2 separate regions of the Anas platyrhynchos genome follow, and region 2 is linked to region 1. A link is a contact called in public Hi-C data. All regions are on one chromosome and are shown on one strand. The core of a region is the stretch at or near the end of the contact, and the rest is flanking DNA. Distances in the headings are between cores, read along the strand shown. Region 1 overlaps AFAP1L2 (actin filament associated protein 1 like 2). Region 2 overlaps ABLIM1 (actin binding LIM protein 1).

Evidence for each region. A called contact is a pair of places that touch in the nucleus more often than the background predicts.
Region 2: a contact with region 1 is called in a Hi-C map of skeletal muscle, with 1.8 times the contacts expected there. The contact joins two enhancer-like sites.

The regions. Positions count from the first base shown.
Region 1 is chr6:32,894,835-32,899,560 of IASCAAS_PekinDuck_T2T, reverse strand. It overlaps AFAP1L2 (actin filament associated protein 1 like 2), which reads left to right. Exons shown (of 19, transcript XM_038180843.2): 9 at 1-64; 10 at 409-513; 11 at 1,112-1,323; 12 at 2,949-3,094; 13 at 3,387-3,498; 14 at 4,170-4,412; 15 at 4,500-4,680. Among named protein-coding and RNA genes, the nearest start is that of VWA2, 25 kb to the right of the region's middle. Within about 2 kb of position 2,585, at least 2 of the 8 cell types and tissues checked have an H3K27ac peak or open chromatin away from gene starts, as enhancers often do.
Region 2 is chr6:33,037,603-33,042,328 of IASCAAS_PekinDuck_T2T, reverse strand. It overlaps ABLIM1 (actin binding LIM protein 1), which reads left to right. Exons shown (of 23, transcript XM_072039808.1): 5 at 2,318-2,444; 6 at 3,599-3,692. Among named protein-coding and RNA genes, the nearest start is that of AFAP1L2, 87 kb to the right of the region's middle. Within about 2 kb of position 1,863, at least 4 of the 8 cell types and tissues checked have an H3K27ac peak or open chromatin away from gene starts, as enhancers often do.

The DNA of each region.
Region 1 (4,726 bases), core at 1,336-3,835:
GCAGCCTCAGAGAGTGGGAGCAGCACAGAGGGGCACCCAGAGACAGCTGAGACGACAAAAGATGGTAAAAACTCACCCTGGGAATGAGGGGAAACTTTGTGTGCAGTGAGGGTTTCTGTGGCTTCTCAGTCTGCTGCCAACCCAAACTGACCCAATGCAGGGTGACAACCACCTGTAAATTCACTAACTGAGAACTTGATTTCATTGCTTTTCATTCCATAATGAATAGGCAGGTGAACACTGGGATTTCTCAGTAGTTACTGTGTTTCGCTAGGGCTTGAGAAATCTGGGTGTGAGGCCCTGCCCTGCCACAGAGATCCTGCATGAATCTGGGCAAGTCGCTTTGGGATGGTTTTAGCTGGCATAAATGCAGCCTAAGTGACTTTTTTTTTTGTTTGTTTCTGGTAGTTAAGAAGAAAGGCACAACAGGCCTAAAACTAAGCAACCTGATGAACCTTGGGAGGAAAAAATCCAGCTCCATGGATAGCCCAGAGCGATCCCTGGAGACCTCAAGTAAGTGGCAGCACAAACTCCTCTGCAGGGACTTGTCTCAGGGCTGGACCCTGGTGTGCAGTGCGGGGTGAGCACCAGGCATCATGGTCTGCAGTGTGCATGCATTGGGAGGCAAAAAAGCCACTGTCCACGTGGTCCGTGCCAATAAATCCACACAGATTATGGTGCCTCCTCATGTTAAGGTGACTGTGGTGCTTACAAGGGCAGGCCATAGCTCACAGGGTGACTCAAGAGCAAGGGCAGATAATACCAGACACACGTGGGATTCAACAGGGAGGAGGTTGTGTGGGTCAACTGGAATTATCATTTGGGACCAACTTTGCCCAGGTGTCTGTAGTCAGCTTGCTGCTCCAAGCCTAATTTGAATTTTTGAATTTTTTTAATTTTAAGGGTCCCATTTTGAACCGATTTTCACCCGTTCATCCTGTTTTGTCTGGTTCAGGACCACTCATCTTTGTGTTTCTGCTCTTCATCATTGCCTGTGGCTTTTTGTGGTGAACTCAGAACTGACTTACTCCCCATGCACAGAAATGACTTTTGATTCACCCCTGCCCCGTGTGGTACAAAATATGACCCAATAACCTGTGCTTGCTTGCAGGTTACCTGAACGTGTTTGTGAACAGCCAGTGGAAGTCCCGCTGGTGTCAGATAAAAGATGGTCACCTCCATTTCTACCAGGACAAGAACCGAAGCAAACTGGCTCAGCAGCCCCTGAGTTTGGCGGGTTGTGAAATTATCCCGGATCCAAGCCCTGATCATCTCTACTCCTTCCGCATCCTGCACAATGGAGAGGAACGGCTCATTCTGGAGGTAGGCTGTGTATCTCCAAGCTCATTCATCTTTAAATGGTCGGTTTGGGTGTCTTAGCAGGCCTAAAACCTCTCAGTGCACAGAAGCTAAATGTTTTAAAGGTCCTTTAGAGAAGACTTCACTTCAGCAAACAGAGGCTGAAGCATTGGACTTTGGTTTACCAGACCACAGTCACCTAGAAGGTGTCCTGCCCGCCTGGTACTCCAGGCTGCCTCTGATGCTGGAGGTGTTCAAAGCCAGGTTAGACGGGGCTTTGCCAACCTGATCTAGTGAGTGGCATCCCTGCCCATGGCAGAGGGGTGGAATTAGATGATCTTTAAGGTCCCTTCCCACCCAAACCATTCTGTGATTCTATGAACTTTATCTTCTGAAAACAGAGAGTCCCAAAGCCGTGGGTCATGAGTGCATCCTAAGTAAACCGATCACAGATCTGCCTCTGAAAGCGCAAGTGAATTCGTCTCCATCTGCTACTTTCCTTTGCCTGCATCTAGGCTGCTTATCTCTAATCTTAGTTCTCTCTGACGACAGCCTGATTATGGTAGGAGGTGGACAATGTGAGCAATTTCCTGTATTTTTCCAGTGGGTGGAATATTTATAGCTAAACAACTGACTTTGAGTGCCTGCCGTGAAGTTTTTAGGTGTTTTTGCTTAGCCTCTGATCCAGGTTATGTCTATGTCCAAGACATTTTGCCTAATTACAGATGTGAAGAAAAGGTGCTGGGAGCATTTACATTTTGTGAATGGAAGAAACTGCATTTTGTTGGGCCACCAGCCTCTATGTACAGACTGGCTGGCTGGCTTCCCAGGCACTGGGAAGTCTGTGCTAAATAAAACAGATTGGAAGCTTAAAATATGCTTTCCAGTTTGGGATTCACTTGCCCTGAATTTTACTTTGTACTTACTGCTCTAATGCCTCAAATCAAAGCAAACGATATCTGTGTCAGCCCACATCATGCTCCAGGGAGAAATCATCCACTACTGGGAAGTATATAATGCTATTTGCTAGAGCTGACTTCCAGGCACAATATTCAGCACTTAATTTTGCAAAATGTCAGGCTGTTCGTTGCATCTGGGAATTTGGTTCTGGCCATGTTATAGCTGGGGGCTCCCTTTGATGTTCTTCCCTGACCATGCTTTAAGCTCTCCCGTTCCCTTCTTCCCTGTGCAGACAGGATTTGGGGCTCTGGCATAAGGAACTCGCAGGCTCTTTACTGTGCTGGTGTCTCCTTGCACATCTGGTGTTTGGAAATCAGGTTACTGCACTCTGCTGGTGCAAAATAGAAAATGCACTCTTTCCTCCCAAAGCTGGCTCCCCGACAGCATCTCCAGCCATGGAGACTTAGTTTGGAAGGGAGCTGAATTGTTCACCACTGAAAGGAACATGCAGACTGCAAATTTTAGTCAGGAGTCAAGAGAGGAGCTGCATTCCTGTATATATCTCCCCAGTTTGCCAGTTGGTCCATACACAGAGTGGTACTGCCTTCTTTTTTTAATGTGGCCTCAGGTTTAAAATAAATAAAGCTCCACTCCTTGCACAGCCAGAGAACTGCTTATAAACTCCCTTGCCAAGGGAGTCCAGGGACGCTGCTGTTGCCACCCATAACATCTTTCTGGTCACCTCGTAGGCGAAGTCCTCGGAGGAAATGGGCCACTGGCTGGGCCTCCTCTTATCCGAGTCAGGCTCAAAAACAGACCCGGAGGAATTTACCTATGATTACGTGGATGCTGACAGAGTCTCCTGCATCGTGAGCGCTGCGAAGAACTCCTTCTTGTACGTCCACGGGGTGGTGTGGGGCTCCTGGGAGCTGGTGGAGGGGGAGCAAGCTGGAGAGGGGTGCTTCAGGTGTGGGTGCAGCTCAGGGGCTTTCTTTGAAAGCTCAGTGCAAGGCAGGAGAGCACTTGTTGTCACGGGAGTAGGGACATGCACCCGGGTGGCCTTTGGGAAGCCAGCTTAGTGGGGTTGGGGGTGCGGCACTGCGTGCACAGACACCCCAAAATTTATCAGCGTGGCCACGCAGAGTGCGCCACCCCTCCTGACAGGGTGTCCGGCTGCCTGTTCACAGCCTAATGCAGAGAAAATACTCCGAGCCCAACGCCTACATCGACAACCTGCCCAGGGGGAGGATGCCGCAGGAGGAGCTCTACGACGATGTGGAGCTGCCCGATGTGCCAGAGGTAAGGTGCCCAGCACGACACCCGCCTGCAGCGAGCACTGCGACTGAGTTTGGCTCCTGCTGGTGCAGCAAACATCCCTGGTCACTGTCACAGGTGGCTTGCATCAAGGGGCATCCATGATTCACAGGGAAGCATCTCATTTCCCAGCCAGGGGGAATCTCCAGCAGGGAAGGGAGAGGGCTTGCCAAAGCCACATGCAGTTGGTAGCACCTGGGGAGAAGGGAATTCCCAGCCCCCCGGGGAAATCCAGGCTTTTGCAAGGGACAGAAGTGGGCGCTGGTGAGGAGTCACTGAGGAATGTGAGAGGTTTCCAGTGGGGCGTTATAGGGATCTGCTGTCCCAGGCCATGCTGGGGAGATGGGGGCTGGTATCCTAAATATAATAAATATCTAAATATCTACACCAGGGTGAGATCCCCATATGAGTCTTCTGCAAGCACTGGAAAGATTTATCGAAGGAGAGTGGAGGAGTGGGCGAACTTTCTGTACTCTGAAAATATTCCTTGAATTCCTGGAATTACTTAGAAAATGGGGTTGTAATTTCGTTAGCTCACTTATATGTTTATGGAAAATATCCCAGACTGCCCAAAGATGCTGCTGCTCTCCAGTGAGACTTCGTGCTGCTGGCTGCAGCAGACGGGCCCTTTTCAGGGGAACATTTGCCTTTTGCAGGGAGAAGTACACAAGAGTGAGAGCAAACTGGAGGGGGACCAAGACAGGGTGTACCTGGATCTCACCCCGGTGAAGTCCTTCCTGCACTGCGCTGGCAAGAAGTCGTGCCAGACCTCACCCCTCGGTTCACCACCTCTAGAGAGGGCTGGCACCAAGGCTGCTCCTGACAGCGCGGATGAGACAACCCCGGTGGCTAAGGACGCTGCTGAGCCCAGTGGAAAGGCGATGGAGACCTCAGAGCAGGTATTTAACCAGGTTTGGGACCAGGCTTCATTAGGGGTCCAGCTCCTCACCACATCATCTCACCTCCTTTCCCATCTGCTGCTCCAGAAACAGCCTGAGAAGCCGGAGCCCGAAGAGCTGCCGCCCCAGACGCCCCCCATCAAAGCCCAGGCGCAGCAGCAGAACGTCACCTTTCCGCAGATGGCCCCTGAGCCACCCGCGGGCTCTGCAGCAGTGGTGGGCAGTCCCCAGCTGGCACCTGCACACCGGCCGAAGTTGCCCCTGCCTGGTGAGTGGGGAGCTGGGGATGTGGACAGGGGGCTCTGGGTGCGAAC
Region 2 (4,726 bases), core at 614-3,113, 140 kb before region 1:
AGAATAATAAATGCATGTCCAACACCGCCACCTTTGACTTACAGGAAGCAAGTACACAGGTGGGCATGCTTCATGGGTCCCTATTTCCTCCACGTAACTGCTTTTTGCAACAGGAAAGACAAAGACTGTGGACTGGGTGGGCCCTTTTACATAAGGCAGTTCTTCTATTCTGACTTGGCTTCAGAAATTCAGCTGAAGTGCTACAAAGTGCTTTAAAAAATCTCTTTTCTTGGTTCCGTATCTGCAAAATTTCAGCTTCGCAAAACTTGCCTGGATAAAGCTGCCAAAAGCATGGAAAACACAGCAGATTTTTGGAGGGATTATTGCAACAGGGAATGTGTCATGGTTTGGCAGGACCGCAGGTCAGGAATGTGGAAGCTGGCACAGCAGGGAGAAGCAGGAGTGCTAGGAAGCTGAGAAATGGGTGCTGATTAAAGCTGCAGCTCAGCACCCACTGAGGTGGGAGGAAAGATCTCATTTCTTGTTACAGTTGGTAGGTGTATTGCATGGCTTCAGGTTGGAAGGAACCTGATGTAATGTAGTATCCTCTCCAAAGCAAAGGGAAGATCAATGTACCAATGGCATCCTGACAGATGTTCACTTGTCTCCCCCTCAGTCCCATTTCATAAACTCCAGCGCCTCTCTCAGTGACCTGTTCCAGCCCTTGCTGTCGTTGTGGAGTGGCATGAAGCCTTGAAACGGCACAGAAGAGCAGAGGGATCCATTACGTGCTGTCAGTACTTGTCATTTCATAATTTCAATTTGTAACTTTTGTCCTTTAGAGCAAAGCCCTGGGATTAGGACATCTCAGGGTTGCTTTTCAAGTCCAAGCTGCATCATTGGTCTGTGACTTGCATTTTATTACAAGATACCGTGGTGCTTGGGCCTGTTCTCTTGAGGGAGTCGAGAGCATGAAGAATGCTGATAGAGAGGCCTGCTGCAAATAGTGACCTGGTTCGCAGGAATGCACAGCGCCTATTTGGGGCTGTCCTCGCCCATTATCCAGCAAACAAAAGTCAGGCCCTTGGGTGTCAAAAGGAGACACTCCTTTTATTGTCAGTTGTGATAATAAATCTGGAGTCGCCCTTTTGCAGGGTGTAGTGTTACCTGGACTGTAAAACTGTGAGGAGATGATGGTGTCAGGGCTGTACCTGTACAGTCAGCTGGAACTGGTCTTGGTTTGAGGCTGTTTGTTGATGTTTCAGACACATGGAGAGGATGTGATATTCATGAAAAGAACACCAAGTTTTGGGATAATAAAATACAGAAAAACCTTTGTTCTAGGTTCTCTCTGGCTTCTAAGCGTGTCCCAGTTGATGGGCATTCCCTTTCTGCCTCGCTGCTCTGCCAGGCTGTCCTTTCTCTCGAGGCTCCAGCACAGCACCGGTGGTTCCCTGCTGTGTCCCACATCAGTCTCATCAAATCTCCCCATGCACTGAACTGCCCCGTGCCAGGAAATCTCTTGAGTATCTTATATCTGAATGGAGAGGAATGGGAGCTCAGGGCTGAGCCCAAGATTTCTGATGTGACGTGAGATGTTGTGGCATCTTCTGGGACAGAGGGCATTCGGTGGCTCCGGGCTTCAGGTTTGCTGTCTGCCATCAAATTGTCTTTCTGAATCACAGCAAAAACTGAGCATGGGCTACTGGGTAGTACCAAAATCCCCAAGTGAGAGTGCTTGTGCCTATTAGAGCCCAGGAAAGCTGCTGTTTTCCACACCTGCAGGTGGAACACAATATGCCCCGTCATATAGCATTTAGTGCTGTCACACTGCTGTCACCCTCGCCTCAGGCCCTTGCTAAAAATGCTCTCTCCTCTCTTCCTGGGCTGGGATGTGCCACCGCCTGTGGCTGGGTGGACGTTCTGGGCTTTGCTGCCACCCAATGGGAGACTGCAGCATCCTGGTGGCACTCGCCCAGGCCTCCTTTCTTTGCTTCACTTTGGCACTCCAGATCTTGCAAAGAGCAAAATGAGAAAAATACCGATTCCTTTGGAAGGCTGGTACTTTTCTGGATGATGGTTCATAGCTGCTTCCCAACAAAATCTTAAGTTTGTACAAAGCTCACCTAGCAATCTTTGAATCACAAAGTGTGAAAAACAGGATAGAGATTTCTGTCCTCTGCTGAATATGTCTGTAGTAAAGAAGACTGTATCTTCATGGAGGATCTGTAAGTCTCTGGGGAAAGGAAGAAGATGTGTCTCTGCATAGCTGTATAATTTTCCCCTTTGATTACCAAGTCTAGCAGTTGTTGGGTGGTTAATGAGCAACAATGAACCAGGTAACTGACAGCAAATGCATTTGTTTGCTTATTTGCAGATTGTGCTGGCTGTGGAAGAGACATAAAGAATGGACAAGCATTGCTAGCTCTGGATAAGCAGTGGCACCTGGGATGCTTTAAGTGTAAGGCCTGTGGGAAGGTCCTAACTGGGGAATACATCAGCAAGTAAGTAGCCTCTGCAACTCTCCTCCACTGTTGGCATGAGTTCTTGTTGCCAGAAGGGAAGAGCTTGCAGCAAAGTTCACCTTTTGATATCCAGTTTCTATCACCTCTCAGCATATGCCAAAATTCTTTGCTGTCAATGAGAGCTGAGCTGGGGAAGGGAGGTAAACTGGAAAGAGCAACTGCAATGTGATGTTTAATGATAGCAGTCCTTACTTAATACCAGTACAGAAGAGGGTATATCTCAATGCTCCCACAAGGGTTTGAGTGAATTCCTATGTTTTCTGTGTTCGATACAGCTTTGATACAGCTTTGTGCCATTTTGTTTTCCAGCATTGATATTGAGGAAAAAAATAGGAACCTGTCCATTATTTGTCTTTGCTACAGAATAGACTAAACATGATGTGATTGACCTGCTAGTGTTTCTCAACTCCAAATGAGAAACTAATGAAGGGAGTATTGAACATAAGGAGGGGCAGAGGAAGTGAAGGGGGAAAAGTGTTGTAATTATAAAACAGAAGGAATGAAGATACAGTCCTTGTTCTCCTCTTCAAGTATATAATGAGGAGAAAATGCAGGGAAATAAAGTATGTTTCACAAACCCATCAGTAAGTACAGTGGGATGTATAATATTATAAATCAATTAAATGAAATAAATTCTGTAATTTCTTAAAAGGTCAATGCTAGCACCCGAGAAATAATATTAAGCTCTGATTGGTGCTTCCATTTGTACGATGGATGTACATTGTTCATACCAAAAACATCCATGACCTTACACTTAGAAGCAACTGGTTATGCTCTTCACAGACTACAGAAGATTTCTTTGTTGAATGATCTCCACTCATCACCATGGATAGAGTTCCAATAATTTCTCTAGAATTGTACCACCTGTAGTTTTAGAGTCTGTTTTTTAAGAATGAGGTTTGCTTCAGTGTTTCAAGGTTGGGTACCTTTCCTTTATGGAAATTTAAACGAATAATTATAGAATTATGAGAATATGATTTTTTATTTTTTTTTCTTCTACTGCAAAATACATCTCTTGGTTTTGCCGATTGCTGTTCATTGGAGTTCCAGAGTGAAAACAAGGGAAGAATGTAAGTCATGTTGTAACCCATTTATTAAAAGGTGGTTTATATTTTGTGGATTTTCTTTTTCAGAGATGGTGCTCCTTATTGTGAAAAGGACTATCAGGTTCTTTTTGGAGTCAAGTGTGAAGCATGTCACCAGTTCATTACTGGGAAAGTCCTAGAGGTACGTGCTTTGTAAGATGGAGTTTAAGAATTGGGCCACATCCCATTATGTTCTGATGGAGCCGCAAAAAAAAAAAAAATTCTCATGGGAAAATTTTACTGCTGATTTTAGAGCAAAGGTGCTAATTTTCAGAAATATTTTCAAGTGTTTTACCTTTGGAGTAATCAGGGAAAGTATGTGATAGAGAATTAATTACACTAGTTTCTATGGATTTATGATTTCTGTGTTTCTTTTTTAGTGGTGATGTGCAAAGTCTGTTGCATTTCTTATTCTGTGTCAGATTTGATATATTTATAGAGGTAATTTGAGTACTGGAATCATTACCTTTGACAACTGTGAGTATTCTGAGATATATAGTCATGAAGGGGGGTTGTGTACCTGAGATTTTTCTTCTCAAATAAGGCCAGATGATATGAATGATGCTGACAAGGTGAGGGAGAAATGTACTGGAAATAATATGTTAGAAACAAGAAGGCACAAACAGAAAATGTCTGAACAGTCTTTTGTTTACTTTTAGTTGGAATCCTCTGTGTTCTCTTTGCATCTCTGGCCAAATCATTTTACAGTTGCATATCTTTTGTTGTCAGTACTGTCTCCCATGGCTGTGACTAGTCCCCTGTGAGATGGGATCCTTGAATTATGCATGGATCCCTCTGTGTCATCACAGAAATGTTCAGTGGGTAAAAATGCAGACGACCTTCCTTGTCCTGTTACCATTGAAATATGAGGAACAAACCTGTTGCCTCCCTTCCATATAGGATTCTATGTTCAATGGAAATAACCTGACCTTTGAGCTTAGGCCTAGAAAGGGGCTGTGTGGGTTGGCTCCAGATTTAGTTATGTTTAATACTCAACCTTCCTGGAGCAAAAAGGGGGGAACCAACACAAAATTCCCTTTGTATAATAAAGTGGAAGAAATGGGAAAGCCAGGAAGAATTTCAGTTACAGGCATATTTTTTGGAGAGGAAACCAGATGTATTATTTTAATGAGTCCAAGAAATAAACCTGAAAGTATTACCAAAATAAAAACAGAT